Regions from separate parts of the Danio rerio genome. Here region 1 is linked to region 2. Evidence: chromatin contacts called from public Hi-C data. All regions are on one chromosome and are shown on one strand. Each heading gives the region's core, a stretch centred on a gene start, on an enhancer-like site or on the middle of the called end of the contact. The rest is flanking DNA. Distances are from core to core; before and after follow the strand shown. Region 1 overlaps gpat3 (glycerol-3-phosphate acyltransferase 3). Region 2 holds the start of nkx6.1 (NK6 homeobox 1).

Evidence for each region. A called contact is a pair of places that touch in the nucleus more often than the background predicts.
Region 1: a Hi-C map of embryo shows a contact between it and region 2, with 4 times the contacts expected there. The contact joins the enhancer-like site here to the promoter of nkx6.1 in region 2. A contact is called at or near these places in 8 of 18 Hi-C or Micro-C datasets (caudal fin, embryo, fibroblasts and 2 more) and 2 of 4 datasets of contacts at active chromatin or transcription factors (embryo and gastrula embryo).

Annotation. Positions count from the first base shown.
Region 1 is chr21:20,655,814-20,662,428 of GRCz12tu, forward strand. gpat3 (glycerol-3-phosphate acyltransferase 3) reads right to left here. Exons shown (of 13, transcript NM_001002685.1): 2 at 6,079-6,282; 3 at 3,437-3,503; 4 at 1,383-1,677; 5 at 376-450; 6 at 1-61. The coding sequence starts at 6,222. Among named protein-coding and RNA genes, the nearest start is that of gpat3, 5.3 kb to the right of the region's middle. Within about 2 kb of position 2,013, at least 3 of the 62 cell types and tissues checked have an H3K27ac peak or open chromatin away from gene starts, as enhancers often do.
Region 2 is chr21:20,434,112-20,441,255 of GRCz12tu, forward strand. It overlaps nkx6.1 (NK6 homeobox 1), which reads left to right and starts at 3,573. Exons shown (of 3, transcript NM_001002475.1): 1 at 3,573-4,432; 2 at 4,552-4,724; 3 at 5,502-6,491. The coding sequence starts at 3,913. The coding sequence ends at 5,747. It overlaps rpl17 (ribosomal protein L17), which reads left to right. Exons shown (of 7, transcript NM_001243037.2): 7 at 93-173. The coding sequence ends at 140.

The DNA.
Region 1 (6,615 bases), core at 763-3,262, 220 kb after region 2:
GCCTCTGGCACATATTCTGTAGCATGTAATATGAACTAAATCACTGAGCCAGTTCTTCACCCTGCAAAAGACAGACCTTCCCTTTAGTAAATTAAGCATTTCACCCATATATAGCAAACAGCTGGACTTGAGAGAACTTTAAGTTATTGTACACAAAAATAAAGGTTCTGAATTAGTATTGATGGTTCCACAAAGAACCTTATATATTTATTAATAATATATTTTATTGGTTATTTGTTAAAAGGTTTTACTGTATGACATTTCTATGAAAACCAGTTGTGGAGCTTTTATTTTTTAAGTGTTATGGATTATTCAATTGCTCTGTAAGATTAAAACAACATTATATAATACATAATGACATCCAGTATTAATTACTTGCTGTTAGGAAGAAATCCAACTAGAGTAGTTCCAATCACCAACCAGCTCAATCCAATGACTGCTAAAGTGATCCTATGACAAAGAACAATAGCATGATTTAATATACTCAAAAAAACATTTAGCTGACAATTACAGGTCACAATAATCAGAACTAGGAGCAAGAGATTAACTTAAGTATAAAGAAAATGATTTGACAATGCAAGTTTGTACTGTTTGCAGCTAAGGAGAAATTAGGAAACCACTTAGAAAATTAGAAAACTGAAAATTCTCAGTTCATCTGCATTTAATAGGTATAACTTTGAGTAAAATATTAATATTTGTAATATTCTATAAAGGTCTGAAAGTATTTCTTCATAATTTCACACAAATTTATTGCAATTTAGGGCACTTTTATTTATTTGTGTATTTTTATAATTAATTACTTAATTTATATATATATTTAATAAATATATAAATATATATATATATATATATATATATATATATATATATATATATTTTTTTTTTTTTTTTTTTTTTTTAAGCAAACAACAGAATAGCCATCATATTAAAAAAAATATATATATATTTTTTTAAACATTGGCATTGTATTGTCCAAAAATAATTATAAACATGTCAGAATATAGCATATATTTGTTATTTAAGCTAATTTAAATTAAATTATAAGTAATCTTATCAGGACTTAGAAAAAAAAATTATTAAAAAAAAAAGTATTTTACTCAAACATCAGTATAAATTGTAAATCCAGAGAAACAGAGTAGTAGAGAGTAGTCTGTATATATATAAGTCTCTTGCTGCCTTATCATTTATTTGATAAATATAATTGTAAAACAGTAATATTGTGCTGTAATATATAATAATACTTTTTCAGCATGTTTTGATGAATACAATCTGGCTTTGCAACAGTGTTAAAGTCTTCTCTGTCACTTTTGATCAACTGAATATATCCTTGATGATCATATCATAGCATAAAACATGTCTTTTCAATTGGAAATAGCACTCACCTGAGAGGCAATAAGACACAGTAACGTACAAAAACTCCCAGGCCCCATATGATGGTGAGGCGCACGCTGATGTATCGAAAGTTGTTATTGGTTCGTGTGAGAAGATTCCAGGAGGCCAGTTCCTCTGAAGAGAAGCGCTGAGTCACCTGATCCTCCACAATGTTCTCTATGCCTTTCTTACAGAAATAGAAGGCGTCACACAGCGTAAAGTTTCCCTCTGCCAGATTTTTAGGATGAGAGCGACGCAGCTCTACGATTTCTTCTTCCATAGAGCCGTCATCTTTTTCGATGATCCCTATAAAACACATGATGAATCTGAAATGAGACAAGACAAAACAGAAACCTACATATGGCAAACATTAGTTTTTTATATCTATATATTTTGAAGTGTTTTTCTACAGAAGGATTTGTTTCTACATAATTTGCCTGATTATTATACAGTGCATTTTATTCACAAAACTGTTGGGGTGAAAAAGGAATCCCAAAATGCCTTTTGTAACAACGTCTCGCTGCAATGTCAAAAAGAAACCTCGTTTCTCGTTGGCCTTCATCTAATGTACAGAATTCTGTGCAACACACTGCATAAGAAAGCTGCGATAAACATCTAGAGTCATCAGTATCCTAAGTTTTTGACTTTTACTTAAATAAAAAAGACTCTTTTTTTTTTGTCCAGGCAGAGTTTTATTTCAAAAGTGTCTTTAGGTCATGATTCATACAACCTAAAATGTCTGTAAAGCTGGGTAAAGTTCATAAATAAGCTCAACTGAAATTATGAAATGTGTCACTTGCTGCAATAGCAGTTACAGTAGGTTAAACACACTGACAGGCATCAGGCCAATAACAAAAGCAAGGACATTATTTTCCTTCTCTATTTGAAAAGTGTCAACTAAACAGGAAGATAGAACTAAGGACAGAACTAAAACTAAAACCTCTTTTGTTTCTTTTAGGGATGCCCATAATAACCAATTAACCGTTAACCGAAAGGGTGTGTTTTTAACCAATTGATGGTATCAGTTAAACGATTTAAAAATATTATTATTGCTGTTTTTTTTTTTTTTAAGTTTGGCTGCATAAATGTGCAACACATATTTGTTAACTCGCAGGATGGTAACACATGCAACCACACATGCCTACAGACCTATTTTTGCCAGAGAAGCAAAATAAAAGGACATTGCTGGTCACAGTTTGACACAGACAAGTTGATGCCAAACCAGCGCTGATGGTGATGCCTCTCTCTTGGATCCGAGACATAAACACCTCCGTTTATTTACACAATTGGACAAAAAAGTCAGATTTAGTGTACAACCAACAAACCAACTTTTTCCATTTGGAAAATTACAGTTAATAGTGTAGTTCTTATAAAATATCCATTTTAAAAATAGCTTACATAGCCTAATCTACAAATCCAACAAATCCAATGACTTGATAATGATACAGTATCTCCGTATGTTCTGTATGCTGTTGTTCACATGTTAAAATAAATCAGGATTTTAAAATGCAATATTTAATGTGTCAGACACAAAATAGACACATTAATTCATATTTTTTTAATAAAATAATAATGTTATATTGATCCGTTAACATTCGGTTAACAAGCAGCAGTTGTCGGTTGGCAAAATTAACCGAAATGAAGGGGCTAATAATTTTTACCTTAAAATGGTTTTAAAAAAATTTAAAGCTGCTTTTATTCTAGCCGAAATAGAACAAATAAGACTTTCTCCAGAAAAAAAATATTCTCCAAAAATATTTTAGACTAAATACTTTATTTTATACTGTCAAAATTTCCTTGCTCCGTTAAACATCTTTTGGGAAATATTAAAAAAAAGAAAAAAATCAAAGGGGGGCTTTTGTAGTCATATCAATTCACTTACAATGCTAACACTAAACAACAAAAGGAGCAAATGAAATCTAACATGTTAATTATTATCTAACAGTTGTCCTCAACAAAATGAAGAGGAAGCTGTGGCTTCACATGACACTGTCCTAACATCATCATGAAATCAAACCTTTGTATGCACATGATGTCTTGCTTGCATTGACAGATTTTCTCTCACCGTTAGCTAGCTGTAATGGCAGTGTTGGCTGTTCTTTCTGTCCTCTTTGGATCCTGAGAGTGGCCCACTGGAATAAAGAACAAGTTTATTTTCAGGTAACCTTTGACACGTTTCCTTAACTGACAATAATGGGTTTTATTCAACAATCTCATGACAATTTGTAACTTTTTTTAATCAGTGGTGAATTTTGAATTAATGTATATAATCTTATCAGTACATTTTAGTAAGATTTGCTTATCCCGCAATGATGGCTGGGGTTTGGGGGCATGCCAAACATTTTCATATGTTTTCACACAACTGAAATTACATGAATTTGTATGAATTGGCCACTTTTCTGGTGATGTTTCCCGGTAATAGTCATGATATGGCTGGGTTTTATTTATTTTGACCCTCATTTGCAAGTTTGTTTTGACATGATTATCATAAGTTTCATGTAAAAACAAAACATCCAAAATACATCCAATAGATTTTTGGCTCTTTATCAAATTTCTATTACAATACACTTAACAAATGCTGTTTTCTCAAATGTTTTCAGTAACAATTTAGGTCACAATTCACGCTACTGGTGTCATGTTTGAATGCAAGAAAACAGACCCAGTTGCAGCATTGAACAATACAAAGGGGTTTATTGACAGAATAAGGCGCAAGTAGACATATAGGGGGATGATAAGGTCCAAACGGTAGGGGCAACAACACAAGGAAGCCAGTGGTAGTGACAAGATAGTACTAAAATGAACAGCCAGCCAGGACAGTGGTCAAAACCGGATCTAGATCCTGGAGCAGGCCACCTAAACTCCAGACTGTCAGACCAGGGAGGTCAGGATACGGAATAGGACTGTAAAATTATAAGACACAAGACAGGACAACAAACAGACAGTGATAATATACAATAAGATAAACTAAAACTGAAATAAAATAAAATCTAAATACTCGAAGACAGAAAGACAGACTTTAGCAATCTGATAAAAACAAAACTGAAATAAAGACTTTTAGAATCTTAAAGAGAGTATTTAAACAAATCAAACAACTACTAATTATTATCTACTAAGAAGACTGAGACTGACAGAAAAACGGAACAATGGCTCTAAGGGTAAAAGTAAAATAAAGATTAGAACACAAAAATAAGTAAACACTAGAAACAATGAAAGAAATTAATAGCTACAAACAAACAATAAATAGACAAGCGATCTAGAACAGGCAAGACCAAAAGCTTAGTACAGATGCAAGGCAAGGATACAAGACAAACTCACATGGAATGAACCAGCAAACAAATGAGAACACACAGCAAATTATATAGAACAAAGCACACGAGAGACAGGTGAAAACAATCAGGATAACAAGGTCTAAATAAGAGGGCGGGGTCACTGAAAGCAAGGAGGAAAGACAACAGGAGCACATGGCCAACACAATTTAAGACTTAGCAATGTAAATATGCACAGGACAAACGAGCAAACATTAAACACCGACAGGACAGACAAGACTGTCAGGTCAGGACCATGACAACTGGCTTATAACCTGCTTATTATTAAGATATTAACTGTTTATTATTAGTTATAAAGTATGATTTTATTCTACATCCATTATCCATACCCAAAACTAACCCAACCTCTACCTTACTTACTATTAATAAGCAGCTAATTATTAGTAATGAGCTAGTGATAAGCTTAACAAGCTAGTACTGTAAGTTAATGGTTTGACCTAAAGGGTTACCATGTTTTCTAATTATGCAATATGACATTAATCAACACTTCAGCAGCACTGACATACACCTATATAGTCTATAATGTTTTTACCGGTGAGTATGTCCATACACATTTTACCTAATTACGGATTTTAAAAATAAATACAACATTTATCATAATTTTTCTGGCTGATTACAGTATTTATGGAGTTATAACACCCGGAGAAACCAAAAATCCTCCCAGTAAAATTGTGTGCCTCTAAAATGTATTGGTTTATTGGTAGCACTTTCGTTTAAGTCACAGTTCATGCTATCAAGAAACCATTATAACTAAGACTATTAGCTCAATAAACTGCTAATTAGCTGCTTATTAATGGCTAGTAAGGTGGAAGCTAGTTTTAGATTTGGGGTGGGATTGAAGATTTGGAATAAAATCATACTTTATAACTACTAATGAACAGTTAATAATGCAATAATAGGCAGGTAATACGCCAGAAGTTAATAGTGATTTAACTGTGACTTAAACTAAAGTGTTACGTAAAGTAAATTTTAACCTATTTTCATTCCGTGTTGAGATTTTTGTGCTATGTATTTCATAACTGTAATCATTCAGCTGGGTATGGTGATAACTATTAATTTATTTACATTAGTTGAGGTATTCATTTCTGGCTTGTTTTATGCACCACAATGCATGCCACATTCAGACTACTAATGAATTGACTATCAGATTTTAATACTAAAAACAAAATCCCCGCACAATGACGTTTATTTTAGTCTCATGCCTTTTGACCCTCTTTTGCAAGTTTGTCTTGGCATCATCTGTTTCTAATATGTCAAAGTACAAAACTTTTTTTCTTTTTTAAGTTTGCACATGGATTTAATTCACATATTATGAGCAACTATCTTTTATTGTTTTGTTTTATACATTGTAAGCAATAGTTATTTGTATTTCTTTTTTTACCTCCAGTGTCTTAACCAGCAGCTTAATGTAGATGTCTGTGAAGCCCAGGGACACACCGAACATAGCAGGTAACACGATGAGACCCGCTACTATGGACATCCACACATGGAGAAGCACGAAAGCGACGTCCCAAGCACCTTCCATCATCTCTGCTGTCCCGTCTGTCTGCCTGTCAGTCTATGGGGCCGGCCATCTGAACAAGTCCTTAAAGCAAGAAGCCAAAACAGAGGACAATGATGTAATCAAATGTACGGCCTCTGGGAATTTTTTATTTTTTATGTGGTTGGGCTATTTCTCTATTACTGAACAATGCATGACTATTTATTTTTATTTATTTATTTCTGCTGAGTTCACCTTAAAATAATGTGTATATATGCTTAAATCACTAATATAAAAATGCTCGGCTCAATTGATTTTCATCTGTTGCATAAAAAATGCATGTGTTTATTGTACTTTGATATCATTTTAACTTTATTATTATAATTAATATTACTAATAATACTATATGTATTAATTAATTGTTTAATTTTAAATATG
Region 2 (7,144 bases), core at 2,323-4,822:
TGTGTGTTGGGTGCATTTGTGTAAATGACTCTTACATTAGGATCTGCTGTTGGTGAATGCACGGTAATCATTCATTTTCTGTCTTTCTGCAGGTTTCTCAGAAGAAACTGAAGAAGCAGAAGCTTATGGCTCGGGAGTAAATGTAAATAAAGTCCAACATTCGTACTACACCATGACTCAGTCTTTTTTTTTTAATTAGGCTGCATTCTCACTGCATTGTTCAAGTAAATCAACTCTCGATTTATTTTTTTTTCTTCCATGTGGCACAGATCGGATAAAGCCCATGTACATGTAAGCAGGAAAAAATTACATGGATTCCGATTTACTCAAATCAGATTCAGGACTTGTTAATATGTGGAAGTTTATCCGATAGTAATCTGATGTGCCCTCCTATCTGCAGTTTAAGCAGGTAGATCGGATTTTTACCTGCCAGTGTGAGCCGAGCATCATTTAAAAACCAGAGTTGCAAACTTTAAATATCATACACGAGGACTAAAAAAGCTTTTATATTGTATAACATCATGTAGCACAATTAATGAGGGTGAGAGGGATCGCAATATCCGCCACGTAACCAATATAAACTAATATAAAACCATTGCACACATCGTGCAAAAAGTTACACCATGGACATTACATTAAAATGCCAACTGGTTTAAAAGGCCTAAATTAAAAGATGACCAATAGAATAAAAAAAAAAAAACCCGAACAGATTAAATACAGGAACAGAGAAAAGGGTGCTCATTTATTATCAGCTGATAGTCAGTGCCTGCTTTTTTTTTTCCCCCCTGGCCATTGTGCCTTTGCAGTGTGCTGTGTAAATGCTGACAATCAGATAGGAGTTGCTTTTAAAAGATGATGTAAAAAATATGGATAGTCACAATTGGAAGAGATTATCCAGATCTGCAGCCTTTGTTATTACTGCTGTTAAAAGTGTGATGGCTATTAAAAGCCCTTGCTTTTAAAAATATGACTTAACAGTTCAGGTATATTACTGTTTGTATAACAGAAATATCTCAATAAATATAAACTAATGTGCAAAACAACATTCAGAACACAATCACGTCCTGGATTCCATTGGCCTGTAATTTGAATACCTTGTTAAAGGAAAAATGTTTTTGCTGTATTTATTGGTGATACTGTTTTCTTAAGATTTAGAGGACACTCAAAGATCTTCATTTGTTTTCTTTGGTTAAAAGAATTTATTTTTGACCATGTAGTTAATTTGTTCAAGTCAGATTTATGGTTAAAGTTGCTTTTTAGTCATTTAGTAGAGGAGTTTCTTTCAGATCAAAAAACTTGAGCCAGACAATCTGTAAATCAAACTACACATGAGAAATGTATTTCTACTCCAAGAGCTATGGACAATATTAAGGCTTGTCTTTCTGTTTTTGCTGGATTTTTCACATATAAGAGAGAGTACATTTTTTCTTCTATAAAGATCTGAAAACAAAGTATCAATTTTTCATTTGAAAGTGAAACTTTCTATTTCAAGAAATATGCGTAGCTGACAGAAAGCAAATGTGTTCTGCTTAACACAACTATAGTGTAAAGGGATTTCACGTTTAATAATTTCCAAAACCTGAATATTTAGCATTTCCTATTATCATTTTGTAGTACAGTGGTTCATAAAGTGGGTGCCGGCGAACAATTAAGGGGTCGCTTGGTGATTTTCAAAAGTCAAAGAAGTTTTATACTTTGAGTTACAGTATTTTATCCATAACCCACAGAAGATAAAAATAGTAGTTAATAGTTACATTAAAAAGCAACAACATGTGTGTTTGTTAAATTAACCACAGCAATAGCGTCAGCTGCAGCAAACTGATCTTACAGCACCGGTTTAAACTTTGACACCTTTATGGCAATCATACATTAAAATAAATGCAGGTCACAACTGAATATTGCCAATGATTTCTGAGTGGCGGTCTTCAAAATTAAACCAAGAATAGACTTGTGCTGAAAACATTGTGCCCACCAGTCTCATTAGGTGAGGGTAATATTGAATTAAATGACTATATAAATTATAGCCTCGTTGTTAGTCTGTTACACTTTTTTGTGTTGTCAATATGCTTGTGTTTATATAGGCATATTGCTGTGTATGCTATATTTGTACATTTATGCCTCCGAGGAATGCCGGGGTCACAAGCCACTGGCCTTGTTATTTTGGGGGTCGTGGCCTCGTGGGCTGAAAGGTTTGGGAACCCCTCATATTGTGGATTTTTACTAAACTGCACAGTGCTGCAATCACCAATAGAGGGCAACGTAGCACCACTATTTCCATCGACGAGTAATGCAAAAAAAAAAAAAGGGTTGAGCTTTTTTCCCTATTGAGCTGCGTAATTTAGCACACACGTTCACACATCAAATCTATCATATCACCAAAATATGAAGCACATTTAGTGCAAGTAATATATATATATATATATATATATATATATATATGTGTGTGTGTGTGTGTGTGTGTGTGTGTATATATATATATGTGTGTGTGTGTATATAAATATATATATATATATATATATATATATACATACATGTGTGTATATATGTGTGTATGTGTATATATATATATATATATACACACACACACACACATATATATGTGCAATGTTACTTATCTGTTATATTTTTAATGTTTAGACCTAAAAATAATTGTTGCTCTAAGTGAATCAAAATTTAGGGAGGGTTTTGTGTACATCCTAACCAAAATAAATAGGCCTACATCAATTTATGTGATGAAAAGCGGGGCCAGTTGTCATTTCCCAGCATCTGGTATTTCACTCTGTTACCACTAGATGCTGCAACACTTACATTTTGCATCAGGCCATATCAGGTGGTTTTGTTGAGAAAACGAGAAAGAGATATACCATCTCACAAAATAGTTTTTATTTCATTGTCTTGCATAATTTTATTAAATAATATAGTGTCTCCAAATTAGCTTCATTATCTTTTGTGCAGTAATTTAGGTTACAGGCTACTGTTTATTTCCGTTGCAGATAGTCATACATTGATAGAAACAGAACCTTTAAGACTTAATTTATTATTAATTTATATTAACTCAAAAAAGGCCAATAATAGTACTCTGACAGAAAAGTGCTAGAAAGGATTGTCTGAGAAGATGATGGGAAGCAATTTTAACTTGGATATCGGAGCTGAAGTAAAATATGATTTAGGTATTTATTCGAGCTTCATGAATGTGCGATTGTTTCGTGATTTATCTGCGGAGTGTTTAAGCCTGTCCGCAGAGACTTTCCAGCTCATCAGATATCCGAGCGCCTCACATGACCGGCACGCATGCAGATGTCCCTTTATTTAAGAAATAGATCTCAAATTGACTAGATTGATTTTGTCCCCTTTTTGTATTTAATAGTGGGTCGGATGGCAGCTCTTTTAATGTGCAAATGAGAACCAATGAGGACAGACTCCTAAATTCAGTTCAGACACTCAGCTGACACGAGTCGCGTCACTGCCGCCCTCGGCCAATCAGATCGCGCCGAGCCCCTCTACTTTCCCATGCACGCTCTCAAAGTTTTGACTTTTTGCAGCAAAAGACAGCAGGTTGATGAAAATGTTTTATTATCTCCCAGATCTTCATGTGAACTACCCAGAAAGACTCTCTTTTTATTTATAGATTTCAAAAACACTCTTTTGAAAGGACGACGCTCTGTTGTATCATGCAAGATCTAAAAGAACAGAATGGATATTGGCCAGAGGAGATGAGTATGAAGCTCCAGTACAACTGATTGGGATTTTTTTAGAGAAATTACTTTTTTGGCTCCATATCGCAAGGTGTCTTTTGTTTATTTTTCGTTTCTCCTCTTCATTTAGTATTCTGCGTTTGTTTTCACGTTTTCCCGGGTCACTGTCCTGCTTCTTGCGCGATATTTAGTTAAAGTTGTAGTTTGTGTCTTGGTTATGTTAGCGGTGGGGCAAATGGACGGGTCTCGCCAAAGCGCTTTCCTACTCAATACCCCACCTTTAGCTGCTTTACACAGTATGACCGAGATGAAGACGCCGCTTTACCCAGCCTACCCGTTATCTTCCACTGGACCAGCATCCTCCACTTCACCGACAGCTACCTCTCCGAATCCAGGTGGGATCCCGGTCTCGTCCCCGGGGATCAAAACCTCCAGTGGACTTTCAGCTCTCGCATCAGCCCAGCAGTGCGCGATCGCCACACCTCACGGAATAAACGACATCCTCAGCCGACCCTCGGTGGCTTGTTCTCCCGCAGGAATCTTGTCTGGACTGCCCCGTTTCAGCAGCCTGAGTCCCCCACCGCCTCCAGGGCTTTATTTCAGCCCTAGTGCCGCGGCTGTAGCGGTGGCTCGCTATCCCAAACCCCTGACAGAGCTTCCCGGCAGAACCCCGATATTCTGGCCTGGAGTTATGCAAAGCCCACACTGGAGAGATGCCAGATTTGCGTGCTCACCACGTAAGTGCACTTTTTGTTGTAGCGTCTGAATGATAACTTATTAACAATAATAACAAACATAATCACCATTAAAGGATGCGAAAATATCATTAGCTAATTTGGATTGTCTTCCTTTACAGATCAAAACTCAGTTCTGCTCGACAAAGATGGGAAAAGGAAACACACGCGACCGACGTTTTCCGGGCAGCAAATTTTTGCACTGGAAAAAACATTTGAGCAAACGAAATATTTAGCCGGCCCTGAAAGAGCCCGACTAGCCTACTCTTTAGGAATGACAGAGAGTCAAGTCAAGGTAAGACACCCAATAGTTTATGACGAAGGAACGAGGAAATCTATCTATCTATCTATCTATCTATCTATCTATCTATCTATCTATCTATCTATCTATCTATCTATCTATCTATCTATCTATCTATCTATCTATCTATCTATCTATCATACAAGTCAGAGAATTCGGGGGATGATGGAGGATGATGCATGGGAGGGTCGGCATAATATGTTTCTTCAACAGTTTGCAATGCTTTAATTTATGACTTTTATTTACTAATTTATTTTCTATATCATTGTTGGCTATTTACAGGAGCAGTCTCGTTTTAATGTTCAATTACAGACTATTGTATTTAGCCTATTTCACGCGTTAAAATAATTTAAAATGAATGAATAAATGAAAATGCAATATGCTCTTTTGCAAATATTTATTACAATTATTGCAATAATAGGCTATAGATCTGAAAACCTCTTAACCCTGCTCGTATTTTTTCTGTAAATATGTTTAATGTAATTCCCTGTTTTTTCCTTGAAAGTTTATTTTAAAATATTTTTCCAGCTCTCCAGATTAGTCATGAAAATAATTTTAATTTAAGTTTTTTTTCCTCAAAAGCTGATTCAAAATGATTTATTTTTCCAGCAGGTTAAGACAGGAATAATCACTTTAATTTCCGAACAGACTGTTATAGTAATGTCCATTTGGCATGCTGAGTTTATTTTATTTATTTATTTGTTAATTTTGTAATGAATCATAATTTATCTGTTTATTAAAATAAATTTTATCTCGCTTTCAATCGTAAAGGTGTGGTTTCAAAACCGAAGAACAAAATGGAGAAAACGGCACGCGGCTGAAATGGCCTCGGCGAAGAAAAAACAAGATTCAGAAACCGAGAGGCTGAAAGGAGCTTCGGAAAATGAAGACGACGACGACGACTACAATAAACCTTTAGACCCAAACTCGGACGATGAAAAAATTACACAGTTACTGAAAAAACACAAACCGAACACAGCTCTTATCATTCACACGTCGGAAAACGAGAGCTCGTAAAAAGGAAACGGGAAATGGGTTGTCAGATTCTTCAAGAAGTGTCAAAATTAATATAGGCTACTTTTCCCCCACCAAGTTTGAGCTCTGGTTTGAGAGGAAGGATGCAGATCAGAGGAATATGCACTATTGGTGGAACTGAACGTGCATCAGTGTCTGCTATAGACACGTTTCAACATAAAGACAACGGTACTTTTTTGTAAATTAACAGCGTGAGTTGTATCGCATAGGAATTATATTACTGTGAATATTTATGTGTAAAATATTTTGAATAGTAAACATGACAGAATTCGTTCACTTCGCTTCAGTTTAATTTTTGGTTAAGGCTTTGTGATTTGCATTTTTTTCATATCATTAATTTGTGTAGGTGCTTATCACCACGAGTTATTTTATTTTTTCTCTGAGTGTAAGTTCCCTCAACCATTTGATCTTTAAAAATAAACAACAATAGAAATATATAACACCTTTCAGAATTTACCACACTAATGGCAAAAGACATGAGCGACAGCTCAAATTGAGGCTCAGTCAAAAGATTTATCTGGCTTTAACAAGTGTAAATACAAACACCTAACCGTATATTTGTAATATAATGCATAGTGTTCGTCTCCCAATGTTAGGATGTTTCTTTTATTTTCCCCCATGATTAATTTATGATATTTTAAGTTTGTAACAGTGTTTTGGATCCTGCAAAATGCGCCATGCAGGTTCGTGTGTATTGCACTTTTATTTAATAAAATGTTAAACGTATGGGATATTTTCCTTTTTGTTATCCAAATATAACTATTTTGTGAATAAATCACAGTTGAGATTTCAGGCATTCATAAAACGTTACTTATGATTGAGCAGTTTGTTTTGGGTGACCCAATTTATGAATCTGCTTCGGGAAGAAGTTGTTTCACTTTTGCATAAGCATTAGCTATATATATTAAATAATTTGTATTATTGTTCGTTAATTTTTTTTCAGAAAGTAAATAAGCTTCTCAGGTATTGTCTTAATATTTTACATAATTGTTTTATTACGAAGAAATCATTACTCTGAGCACTTACATTAAAATATAGTCTACTGAATTTCAGTCAACTAAAAAATGTCGATGAGAAAGGTTATATTGCAATATTGACGAAATAATGAAAATAGAAAGCGGGTTTTGGCGGTCTTCAGCTGATCGCGTCACAGCTTCAATATGTCAGCTGATTCGCACGATTAAATCACCATGTTCTTTGGAAATTGGAAATCATTCAACCGATTTGTTCTCAACAAACCAACAGAAAAAATATGGTTAGATGATGCGCATGCCGTGCAGCCTTGTATAATCAGAAAATATTTTGAGCTGGTATTTTTGAAGGACATCATGTCCAGTCCTTTTCCACAGGTCACTCAACCCATATAAATCACTTATTGG